Regions from separate parts of the Pan troglodytes genome. Here regions 1 and 2 are each linked to region 3. Evidence: chromatin contacts called from public Hi-C data. All regions are on one chromosome and are shown on one strand. The core of a region is the stretch at or near the end of the contact, and the rest is flanking DNA. Distances in the headings are between cores, read along the strand shown. Region 1 overlaps LOC107967978 (a long non-coding RNA gene). Region 2 has its middle 450 kb from the start of DAOA. Region 3 holds the start of EFNB2 (ephrin B2).

The links. A called contact is a pair of places that touch in the nucleus more often than the background predicts.
Region 1: a contact with region 3 is called in a Hi-C map of stem cell-derived neural progenitor cells, with 4 times the contacts expected there. The contact joins the enhancer-like site here to the promoter of EFNB2 in region 3. A contact is called at or near these places in 1 of 7 Hi-C or Micro-C datasets (stem cell-derived neural progenitor cells) and 1 of 1 datasets of contacts at active chromatin or transcription factors (stem cell-derived excitatory neurons).
Region 2: a contact with region 3 is called in a Hi-C map of stem cell-derived neural progenitor cells, with 4 times the contacts expected there. The contact joins the enhancer-like site here to the promoter of EFNB2 in region 3. A contact is called at or near these places in 1 of 7 Hi-C or Micro-C datasets (stem cell-derived neural progenitor cells) and 1 of 1 datasets of contacts at active chromatin or transcription factors (stem cell-derived excitatory neurons).

The regions. Positions count from the first base shown.
Region 1 is chr14:111,216,016-111,219,771 of NHGRI_mPanTro3-v2.0_pri, reverse strand. The region is part of intron 8 of LOC107967978 (a long non-coding RNA gene); the gene reads left to right. Among named protein-coding and RNA genes, the nearest start is that of DAOA, 140 kb to the right of the region's middle. Within about 2 kb of position 2,086, at least 4 of the 24 cell types and tissues checked have an H3K27ac peak or open chromatin away from gene starts, as enhancers often do. A contact at or near this core is called in stem cell-derived neural progenitor cells, where this site is marked.
Region 2 is chr14:111,523,695-111,527,647 of NHGRI_mPanTro3-v2.0_pri, reverse strand. No RefSeq gene overlaps it. Among named protein-coding and RNA genes, the nearest start is that of DAOA, 450 kb to the right of the region's middle. Within about 2 kb of position 1,772, at least 5 of the 24 cell types and tissues checked have an H3K27ac peak or open chromatin away from gene starts, as enhancers often do. A contact at or near this core is called in stem cell-derived excitatory neurons and stem cell-derived neural progenitor cells, where this site is marked.
Region 3 is chr14:112,137,679-112,141,446 of NHGRI_mPanTro3-v2.0_pri, reverse strand. It overlaps EFNB2 (ephrin B2), which reads left to right and starts at 1,533. Exons shown (of 5, transcript XM_001134800.8): 1 at 1,533-2,352. The coding sequence starts at 2,231.

The sequences.
Region 1 (3,756 bases), core at 837-3,336, 920 kb after region 3:
TTCAAAATATAATTTTAACTAACAAACTATGAAGGTAATTGTACCCATTCTGCAGTCTGTTAGCAGCTTTTGATTAGATTCTCATAGCAGAATTTTCCCATATACAGTTGCTAATATAGAAGAAAAATATCTCCTTATTGGATTATCTTGTTAACTTGCTTTTGCTTAATACTTTGGCATCTTTTGGTAAATTTCTGGAATGAATAACAATAATTTACGCAGACTAATCTAATAAAGGATATTTATAGCCTATGTGAAAATAAAGATACGCATTTTAGGGACTTTTGCAGAGATACAAACACTTGTTCTGTAAAATATTTGTTAAACGTAGCACATAGGGAAAGCACAGATCCTGGAGTGAAAAACCTACAGCTTGAATTCCACTCCAGCATTTATTAGACCAGTGACTTGGTCAAGTTGCTTAGTTTCTCTGAACATCAATTTACTTGTCCATAAAGAGAGAGTTGTGGTACATAATAGATATTTTGACAGGCTGTTAAAAGCTAGAGATGAAGTGTGTCGGGAGTCTGATGCATAGTACTTCTATTAGGCAAGGTTTTTCAGAGGAAAAAGAACCAATAGGATGTGTATGTATACATATGTACACACACACACACACACATATGAATGAGAGACATTTAATTTAAGGAACTGGGTCATGTGATCATGGGGCTGGCAAATCTGAAATATTCAGGACAGGCAGGCAGGTCTGAAGACAAGGGAAGTTTTAACACTGCACCTCCAGTCCAAAGGCAGTCTGGAGGCAGAATTCCTTCTTCCTCAGGGAACCTCAGTCTTTTTCTCTTAAGGCTTTCAACTGATTAGATAAGTCACACACATTATAAAGGACAACCTGCTTTAATGAGTCTACTGATTTCGATGTGGATCTCATCTGAAAAATACCTTCGCAGAAACACTTAGTCTGAGGTTTAACCACATTTCTGGGTGCTACAGATAAAATTAGCTATCACAGAACGTCTACACAGAAAGGTACTGACATTTGTTAAAACCATAGAATTCTATTTACATGACCAACCAGAATGTGTCTAGGGGGCTCCAGTGCCCCTGCAGATTTTCCATTTGTGCTGGCAGTTTCTTGGATAGTGTCTCCTATTGGCTGCTCTTACTTTCTGTCTTCCATTGTTTCTTTGAGGTTTCATAGGAACAGTCCTGTTTTAGTTAAAAGTGCCACTGGCTCCCAGGGTCCCAAAGCCAATGAGTAGATACGGCAAGTAATACCTGATCCCATACAGAAGAGGGAAAACCCTTCTCTCCCACACCTGTGCCTTAAGGTAGCACTGTTTATCTAACAGACTTGCAAAAATCTACCATGAAAACAGTGACTTCAACTTCTAATTTAGCTTTTCTCCCAATTCATGCTCAAACCGATTCCTCAAATTAAGAAGCAAGGACGAGAAATGCTTCATCAGTTACCTTCATTACAGTTGTATCTCTCGAGGTGCACTAAATTCCTTTGTCTTCAACTGATTCTCTCCTCTCCCAGCAGGAGATCAATGTACACAGGAATAGTTCCTTTAAATCCAGGAGTGCATGCAACTAAGCAACTTTAGAGATGAATGGTTGCATATTCCCCGGAGCCAATTCTAGTTGAGCTCAATTGATATATTCTTAAAAATAGTAATTCTATTTATTTTACAAGTGCTATGTAAACAGAGAGGTAAGTACCAGCATTATAATTCACTACAAAGACCTGATTTTGCTGCACAAACATAACTAAATGGCTACACCCTTTAATTGCAGAATCCAGATTTCCTCCAAACTTTATCTCATTCCAGTCAGGAAAACAGCTATCGTCTTTTTTTTTTTCATCAAATGCTTTTATTATCATGTTTGAAGCTTTTGATTAAGTTGGCATCGTAAGAAACCCTTTCCTATTTTCTTTCATGTTTTTCTTGACAAGCCTGAGTCCGTCATTCTGGCTGGTATTACAGGTTCATGTTTTTGGGTACATTCATTTATCATGGAGTGAGTCACTTTGCTGTTTTTGTTTCCACTGTATTCTGAAAGGCACCCACAGAAACATGACAAGAATGCAGGCTTGCATGGAAGAAATTCTCATGCCGGGTCTGCTCTGTCTCCCCAGTCAGTCTATCCTGCATAACGTCGTCTTTAAACAATAGAAAGCAATGGCTAAGGATAAAAGAATGGGTTCAGATAAAACAGAATTTTCTACCACCCTGAATATTCACTCCATATTTAATCTGAAGCCAAATATTTTAACATAAATGTATCTTTATTGTCTTTGTCCTGGTCTTCCAATAGGGAAGTTTTTGAACATGGTACCTCTTTGTTTTTTTGTTTGTTGGCTTCTACTATTTTCTTAATTTTAAATTCTAAGCCTCCAGGTGTCTTGCTTATAAAAACGATTCTGGATTTTCTACTTTTTAAATATGGTTTCTTAACCATTTGCAGTTTTGCTAAGAGGAAAGGAGAATCTATAAAGTACGTTTACATGAAAGGAAAATCTCTGTATAGCATTCTATCAAAACTGTAATAAAGTGAAAATTAATTATTAATATTGATATGATTTGGCTGTTCCCTCCAAATCTCATGTTGAGATGTGATCCCCAGTGTTGGAGGTGGAGTCTGCTGAGAGGTGTTCGGGTCATTGGGGTGGATCCCTCATGGCTTGGTGCTGTCCTTCCCCACTCTCTCTTGCTCCTGCTCTGGCTGCATGACGTGCCTGCTCCCCTTTCGCCTTCTGCCATGAGCAAAAGCTCCCTGAAGCTTCCCGAGAAGCTGAGCAGATGCTGGTGCCATGCTTGTACAGTCTGCAGAACTGTGAGCCAATGAAACCTCTTTTCTTTATAAACTACTCAGTCTTAGGTACTGCTTGGTAGCAATGCAACAGCCTAATACAAGTATACATAATGGAAAGTGAGCCATGCCATTTGTTCCTTTGAATATATTTGGACAATTAAACCAACAATAAAAAAAAGAAATTATATGCAGTTTCTGACTCGGGTTCCTTGAACTTAAGTGGTAGCAGAAGATTCCCCTATCTGGAAGAGAGAAAGTCTTCCTGGGAAAATGCAGGAGCTGTTCCGAGTGTGTAATGGAGCAGCATTCTTCTGAAACACCTTTTTGCTTGGAAGCCTAACATATAAATAAAAATATGAAGAGGGAGCTTTTCTATTTAAGGTGTGAGAAGAGGGTGTCGGGTGCCAGATTCTACCTCATTAAGCTCCTTTCAAATGCTGAGATGCCATCGACCCCTGGTTCTGTCTCCCAGGAACTCAGACTCAAAACTCTTGCACCAGAAACAACTAGATGGAGAAAACTACCTGACAAAAGTCCTGGACGATGGCCTTGAAATCAATTCCTTCATGTCTTTAGAGGGTCTCTGTAGTTTTTCCATAGGTGCTTACCAGCCACATTGTTGGAGGCGAGCTGGCTAAAGTAAAATTCTGAACTGAACTGAGCTTGATAGAGTTCTGTGCTCATATTCCCAGCACAGTCTCCATGTTGGGAGGGAAAATTGCTTTTTCTCCCATTGCAGTAAAAAAAAAAAAAAAAAAAAAGTCAATGATAAAGTCTAGATTCCTTACAACTTCTGTTAGTTTCCTGCACTTCATGGATAATCAAATTCCTCACAACAAAACAGATGAGCTGTCCCTCAAAATTGTTGACTTGTGCCTTATTAGGTTGGTAGAAGTGAGAATGTGGTATTTTAAATTCTCAAGACTGACTTCGTGTATCCATAGAGAATAATGTATTTTATCCTATTTTCTTAAC
Region 2 (3,953 bases), core at 523-3,022, 610 kb after region 3:
CATTCATTCTCCTATTGTACCATCCCTACCCCATGGCCTTCTCCTGGGTCACTGTTTTCCATGCTTAGTGTTATTGCCCTCTGAATTTACTGATGTCTCTAAATCATGTTATAAGGGCCAGAATCAAGAAGAAGTGGTGTAAAGAGAATTAACTTTTATCAATTATCAGTATTACCTATGGTTCATTTAGTGCTTGGTAGATGTCATCTATGTTGTAATTACTGTAACATGTTTACACTTAGGATTCTGGATCTAGAGCTACCTTCTCCCAAGGAGCAGGATCTCAGCTTTCCCTTTTCTTTTGGAGATAATGTAAGCAGCTGGTAGAGGAGCTTTGAGTTGAGGGGTATAATAGGGGGATTATGAGGCATTGTGTTGGGGCAGAGGACAGAGGGAGCAACTCTGCAGAGTCAGGGAGGCTCCAAAACGGAAGTGACCTTTTGCCCTGGGTTTCTATTACAACTCACTGGAAAATGGTTTACAATGCTGATTTGCACAAATAATACCAAAGGCAAAGGAAGAAGCGAAGAAATCCCAGGCTGACTCAGATATAGATCACTCGTGTCTATGAGGAAATCTTGACAGCTTGTGTCAAAAGTTCACTCTTCGTGACTCAAATGGGTGCAATACCAGAAAAAGAGAACCTGATTAGATCAGTGGTTCCCAGACCCCTAGAATGGGAGGACAACTTTGTAATGACCTTTTCTCTCAGATTTTTTCTTAAAAAAGAAAGTGTACTTTTAGAAAAGAATCAATTAAATGATTAAGAACAAAAGTTACTAGGAATTCAGTATCAATTGCATATGAATTTCCATTTTGTTCAGTGAAAATCTGCATTTGAAAATAGTAATTTTAAATGTGAAAATGGTAATAAATATGCCAAAGGTGGTTACGACTTTCAATCTATATGGATTCTTGGGCTTCCTGCAGTCACTTTAAAGTCTCCTGAAGTCCCTTTGCTGTACTTTAGGGTCCACTGATCTAGGTTTTAATTAGAAGCACTCTTTCAAAGGATTTCTTAAAAAAATTAACAAGTGAAAAGAATTGTACAATTTTAATTTAATTAAACATTTGTTTATTTCATAGATAGTCTCCTTATCCGCATTGTTTTTTAAAATCCCTCCCACCATGTTTTATCCACATTGTTTTTTAACAATCCACAAAAAACAGCAACGATCAATTAGCTGATAACATATTACAACTACATAGAGGCCTAATTTGCTCCTGTTTTAAAAGCATATTAGTGCTAGTTGTGCTCATTAATGGTTACGGTTCTATTAATCAGGAACAAATCCATGTCATCTGAATTTTCTTGCCTCTTGCAACAAGGTAAGCGCAGATGGTAGATGACACGGGAGGTGAGTCTCTCTGCAGGTCGGCGCTGCCCGAGTGATCTGTTAGGTGTGTGGATGCACAGACCACACGGTGTATTTCTGGAATGTCTGAAAATGTGGGCCACATGTGACCAACAAGATAATTATGAAACCTGACTGCTGGATATGCTGATGCAGCCAAAAAACATCAAGGACTGTGAGTGAGGTTGGAGGTGGGAGCAGAGAAAATTTCTGCAATGTGTAAAAATGGACCGTTCTCAGAGAAAAGGAGCATTTAAATTCTGCCCAGTTTACGGGTTTCCAGTTCCTGTCCTTTCTCCTGCTCATATCTGCATCTTGCTGATCTCCCGGGAAATCAGCCGCTGCTCTGCCGGGTCAAGCCCCTCCTTCCGGAAGAAGGGCTGAGGCAGGAATGACTCATTGCCAGGGAGTGCCTTATAGAACCGGGTGAAAGAGCAGTGTGACAATATGACTGTGAATTTCTTATCAGTGTAGGCTCACCAGTGATGAGATAAAATGGAAAGAACGTATCCTGCTGTCATCAAGGCCAGTATCATAATCAACTTTTATGATTTATCAGCATTGTAACCTGGGGCTATTACTGCAAGTTTTGAGCCTCCATTTTCTCATCTCTAAAGCAGAGTCACAGGGACCAGGTGCAATGGCTCACACCTGTAATCCCAGCACAGTGGGGGGGCCAAGGTGGGAGGATCACCTGAGCCCAGGAGTTCGAGATCAGCCTGGGCAACATAGTGAGGCCTTGTCTCTATGGAAAAAAAAAAATAGTAACAATAAAAATGAAAAAATAAAATAAAATAGAGTCATTGCCTCATTACAGGATTGGATGTGGACTAAACATGATCATATGTGTGAAGTTACAGGAAAAGCCTTCTGGAGCAGGATTAGAAAGAACAGAATGGGATCTAATTGAGATGAAATGAAGACCTCCTAACAATTTCTTATGAAGCTTCCTAAATCTCTTGCATGTGACAGTGTAAGTCTCTTTTCATTCCAACTACCCTTAAGCTTCCCCAGTGGGGAAGAACTGTAGAGCAAAGAGCAGCCTTCGAGGGGAACACTGCCTCGGCCCTCACCTTCGTCCAGGGCTTAACCACTGGACACAACTCAGAATCTTGGAATCTTGCGTTTATTCTTAATTTAAAGCCTTATTCCAGCCTGAGATGCAGTTCCCTTAGCTTCCTGCTAATCTCTCATTTAAAATAGTCTCTTTCTCAAATCCAAAGTACACTGAGGTGTGGGGGAGATAACAAAAAGTGAGCTTCATTGACAGGCTCAAGAGGGTCACGTGCATTAAGAGACTGTACAATTCACAGGCCAAGCACAAAGGCCACAGACGGCCTTGAACGTGGGAGTTAAAGCGAGGGTTCTGGGGCCACAATGCTCAGATTGTGTTTGAGCTCTACCTCCTATTAGCTGTGTGACCTTAGCTGTTGATCAAGACAACTTTATCTTTATGTATCAGCTTCCTCATCTGAGAAGGATAATTATACCATTATCTTCACTGGTTTCCCATGACAATTCAATGAAATGATAGATAAAAAGGGCTTAGACCAGACCTCAATTAATAGAAGGTGTTAATTTTAGCAATATCTGTATGGCTTAAGAGTTCCTGTCATCTAAGTAACAGGATCAGAGGACACTGTGGCATTAGCATAGCAACATTGGTGGGGACAGCAGGGATGTCAGATGGCGTCTGATTGTCAGGGTTAGTTCGTAGGGTCAAACTCTGCAGCTGCTTTAGAAGAGTCGTGTGTGGGAGATTCGCTCTGTGCGTTGGTAGACTATAAGTACAATCCTAGGAAAGTGATCCCACAGGTGACTGAACAGAAAAACTCATAGACCAACTTAAACTTTTCATAGACCACGGTGTATTAATCAGTTTGCATCTAGACCCAAGGGAGAGTAGATGGGGTAAGTTAACAGTTAGGATAGGGTGCAAATGGGGTGGAGGAGTCGTACTCCTGAATCCCAGGATGTGCAGTGTTTCTACACGCACAGGCTCTCTCTCAACGCCACATCCATCTTTCCTGCAGATGGAGTAATTGAGGTTTGAGCAAGATGTCCCGGGTTAATAGCACTCATCTGGTCTCCTGGAGAGACACAGGGATAAGTAAGCCTGGAAGATGGCTGTGGATTGTCCCCAGCTAACTGAACAGCCCTGGGATTTATTGCATTGCTGGGGCGGAAGACTCTGGGACCGGAGTGGGTGTCACCAGTCGGCGGGTGTCACCAGTCAGGCATACCGAGTGCTCGTGTATATTTAGTGTGTCCTGAGAAAGGACTGAATGTTTCTTGTATATTTGCTGTATCATGGCTCGTCCATATTTAGAGTAACTTGGATATTTCCCAGCCTGATGGCTTATGTTTATTTAGTGTCTCGAGAACACTGGGTGTCTCTTGATCCTTCCCTTCTTTTCTATGTATGTTTAATACCCATTATTCCATTCACTAACGACCTTAACAAGCTCATGGGTTGCATCCATCCCACTTGTCTTCTTGTTTCTATAGTGAGTTATTAAATAATGTAAAGTGTGTATTGGAGTTTACCTATTGGGCGGCGGCCTTGAGGAACTATTTAGCACGCATATTTCCAGTCTT
Region 3 (3,768 bases), core at 284-2,783:
ATAAATTATGAAACTTTTCTGCTATCAAAGATCTGTTTGGAAGAGTAAGTGTATTCAGTACTTTGTATGCCTTAATGTGTTTTCTATCTTAAACTAGTCTTCACAAGCTTTTACCACTCCAACTGAGATGTATATGTTAACTTAGACTAATGTTTCAAAAACGGATACTTAAAGGCAACGTACCATAAAAATCTTCAGAAATTGTTACAAAGAAGAGTGAAAGAAAACAAGGTGTTTTACCATATGCATTTTCTGTTTTAAATTTAGCGTAGTGGATACTTTGTTTTAAAAATACATAATTTGTAGAATTACTGCCCAGTTTGTGTTTGAAACATAAATCCTGGGGTGGACGGCATTAAATTGAAAAAAAACGTGGGCATACAGTATATTTTAATTTTTCATACTGAATCGTACATTTGCACTGTGCCTTATTTCTACCGTGTTCTTCCTACTGTTGGGCATATAAAAAGATTTTCCTTGGAACTGTGACTTGATTAGATGCTGCAGTATGCTGGATCCGGGTCGGTGGACCGCAGAGCGCTCGAGATGCGGAGAAGCAAAGCTGGCCGCTAGTGGGCGCTGTGGCTCCGTGGAAGTCACGGACGAGCGTCAGCACCGGCGCTCGACCGGGAAAGTAGCGAGGAGTTCCTGCCAGCTCTGCTCTGGGGTCTTGCAGACGCCGAGTGAGAAGCACATGCCTTGACTTTTCCATCTCACACCCTCTAAATCTCTGGTCACTTTGGGAAGCGCGCGTGTCTCCTAGAGGCTAGTGAGACGGTCCCCGCGTCGTGCCTGTGCCGGCGACACGCGGGGAAAGCTCCAGGGGCGCCACCTTCCCGGGGGGCCAGGAGGGAAGGGAGACGCCCGCAGAGAAGGCGGGAGGCGACGACGCTCAGGCCCTGATTAGAGCTGCAAATTCCGGCGCCACGTCGCGGGAATCGTCTTGCAATTCCCGGCCCCACTGACTGAAACTGAGCCGTAGGTGATTGGTACCAAAATCAAGTGAGAAGCCCTCGCCGAGCGGCGTCGGGAGAAGCGCGCAGAAGCCGGGAGCTCTAAGGGAGCGCGCGGAGTGCAAGTCTTGCACGCGGGGCAGCGCCGCATCTGCGGAGAAGGGACGCCGAGCGGAGCCTGTTGCCTTCCGCACTGCGCGAGGGAAAGCCGCGCCCTCTGATTCCGCCGAGGGGGAAGGCGCCCCCGGGCGCGGAGACAGGTGGCCCGCTACTCGGCCGTCGCTATTTCCACGTCTGCACCGCGCCCAGAAGGCCTCTAGCCGCCCCGGGGGCGCCCTGTGCACGCGCTGAGCGCTTCTCCTGCCCGGCGTCTGCTCCGCTCCCGCCGCCCGCGGGAGCCAGGGGCGGGGCTCACCTGTCAGCCCGAGCCCCGCCTCGCGGCACCCAATGTCGGGCGGGGATGGCGGACGGACGGACCGGCCGTCCAACCAGCGCACGGCCGCGGAGCCGCGGGCCAATGGGCTTCGCGCGGCGGGGCGGGGACCCGCGTTTATAGCGCTCTGACAGCGCGCCGGCCGAGCTGACTCTCCTCGGCGGGGACCGCGGCGCCGGCCGGAGCGAGGAGCTGCGCACGCAGCGGGTCCCGGCGCCCTCCCCGCACACAAAGGCCCGCGCGCGTCCGGAGCCCGCGGCGGGGACCGAGCTCCCTCTTTCCTGCCCTGGGGGCCGGGAGCCGCGCGGACTGAGAAGGCTCCTGCGCGCCCGGAGGCGCCCTACTCCGCTCCGTGCTCCGGGACATGGAACCGCGCCGACGCGGCGCCCGCGCGCTCGGGCCGCTGCCCGCTGCACTGGATCTATAGTCACAGGCGGCCCCGCTCGGGGCGCAGCGCCCGCCGCCCGCGCCGGTCGTCTCCGCTCCGGGTCTTTGTGTCCCAGCCCGCACCCGCCCCGCGCCCACCCGCCAGCCGCGGCCGGCCCGGCACCCTGGAGCCGCACGGGAGTCGGCCGTCCGAGCTGCGTCCGGCGCGGCGCCCCGGAACCCCGAGTCCGCCGCGCCGCCGCGCCCCGCGCGTGCGCTCCGGCCCCGCGCCCTGAGGGCCCCGGAGGGCGAGCGCACCTGGCCCGGCGACCGCTGGAGCTGCGCAGCGCGCCTCGGAGCTGCCTGCGGGCGCACGCCGTCTTCCCCGCCAGTCTGCCCCGGAGGATTGGGGGTCCCAGCCTGCGTCCCGTCGGTCCCTTCTTGGCCCAGAGTGCGCGGAGCTGGGAGTGGCTTCGCCATGGCTGTGAGGAGGGACTCCGTGTGGAAGTACTGCTGGGGAGTTTTGATGGTTTTATGCAGAACTGCGATTTCCAAATCGATAGTTTTAGAGCCTATCTATTGGAATTCCTCGAACTCCAAGTAAGTGGCGTCCGCGATCCCCGTATGTCCCCGCCCCGGGGTCCGCCGCGCCGTCCGGGCGGGAGGAGGGGTCAATCCGCGGGGCCTCGGAGCCTGTTTCTGGAACCTCGGTTCCCCGTCCCCCACCCCCAACCCCCGCCCCATTTCACTAGGTGGAGACTCCTTGCTCGGCTTTCCAACCCGAGCGCCGCTGGAACGGACGGTCTCCCCGCCTTTCCTCCCCCGAACGCTCCCAGGCGCTAAAAGCTACTATCGGCTCGGGTGTCACGTCCGGGAAGGTGTCCGATGGCGATACCTGACCCTCTCCTGTTTTCGAGGACGAAGGACATGGCCACAATCTAGGCTGGCCGGCACGCGGGGACTGCTGGGCTCTGGAGAGAGGCGGAGATGCTGCATTCGCGGGGAGCGCGGGCGGCGTGGTCCGGGGCCCGCGGGCGGGCGACCGGGGTGGCAGGACGCTGGCAGCGAAGCGCGTTCTGGAGAGGGGAGCCTGGAGTCGCTACGCTGCCCGCAGAGCCCTGGAGCCGGGGCGCCTTGGCACCGCGCCGCCAGCCCGAGGGTGCGCGGGGAGCTCGCCTGCTTCGCAGGAGAACTCGGGCGTCGAACCCTTTCCTCCGCGCCGGGGAGACGGGCCTTAGGCTTCTCCCTGAGGGCCCGCCGCACCTCGGCCTCCCGCTTCGTTCATAAGCCGGTAGCCCCGGAGTATGCGGTCTCGATGGCCGACCTGATTGTAATGCACTTCCTATAAAAGCTTAGGGCCCTGCCCAGTCGACACTGCTCCTGAAGCCTTCTCCCGCGGGACCCTGGTAGGAATGGGATCCTTAGGATCAGATTTGCTCTTACCGGACTCTACAGCCGGGAGCGAGCCAGGCCTTGTGGAGAGTAACTTTCAGTTTGGGCCACCAGAGTGCATTCAGAATTTAGAAAATCCCATCCATCCCTAAATCTGTGTGGTCATAAGTCGTAGTCATCTGGGTATTCAGTACTGTATATCCCCTTATTTCGAATCACAGCCAAAACATATTTTACAGAATCTTGGAATTGTAGTCTCGGGAAACTTGGAGAAGAAGTATGCAGACATTAGCTGGTGTCTGGAGAAAACGTTTGAGATCAGAAGCAAAATCAATGGCCTAATTGAAGTTGAGCAAGTTGGGCCTGGTTTTAGGAGAAAAGAAATGGGGGATTGATTTAGAAATCACGTGTTAATTAAAGGAGTGTGTCCATTCTCTTAAAAGTGTCAAATTGCAAATTCAGTAACATGTTAACCAAGAATCCCTTCATGAAAAGGGCAAAAACGTCGGTTACAAATCGGTTTAAACAAATGTTTGTATGATGCTAGAAGGCACTTTCAACACCGCTCATACGGAGAAGTTACTTAGCTCTGCCTCCTTCCATGTAGTCTGCTCTTGCATGGAT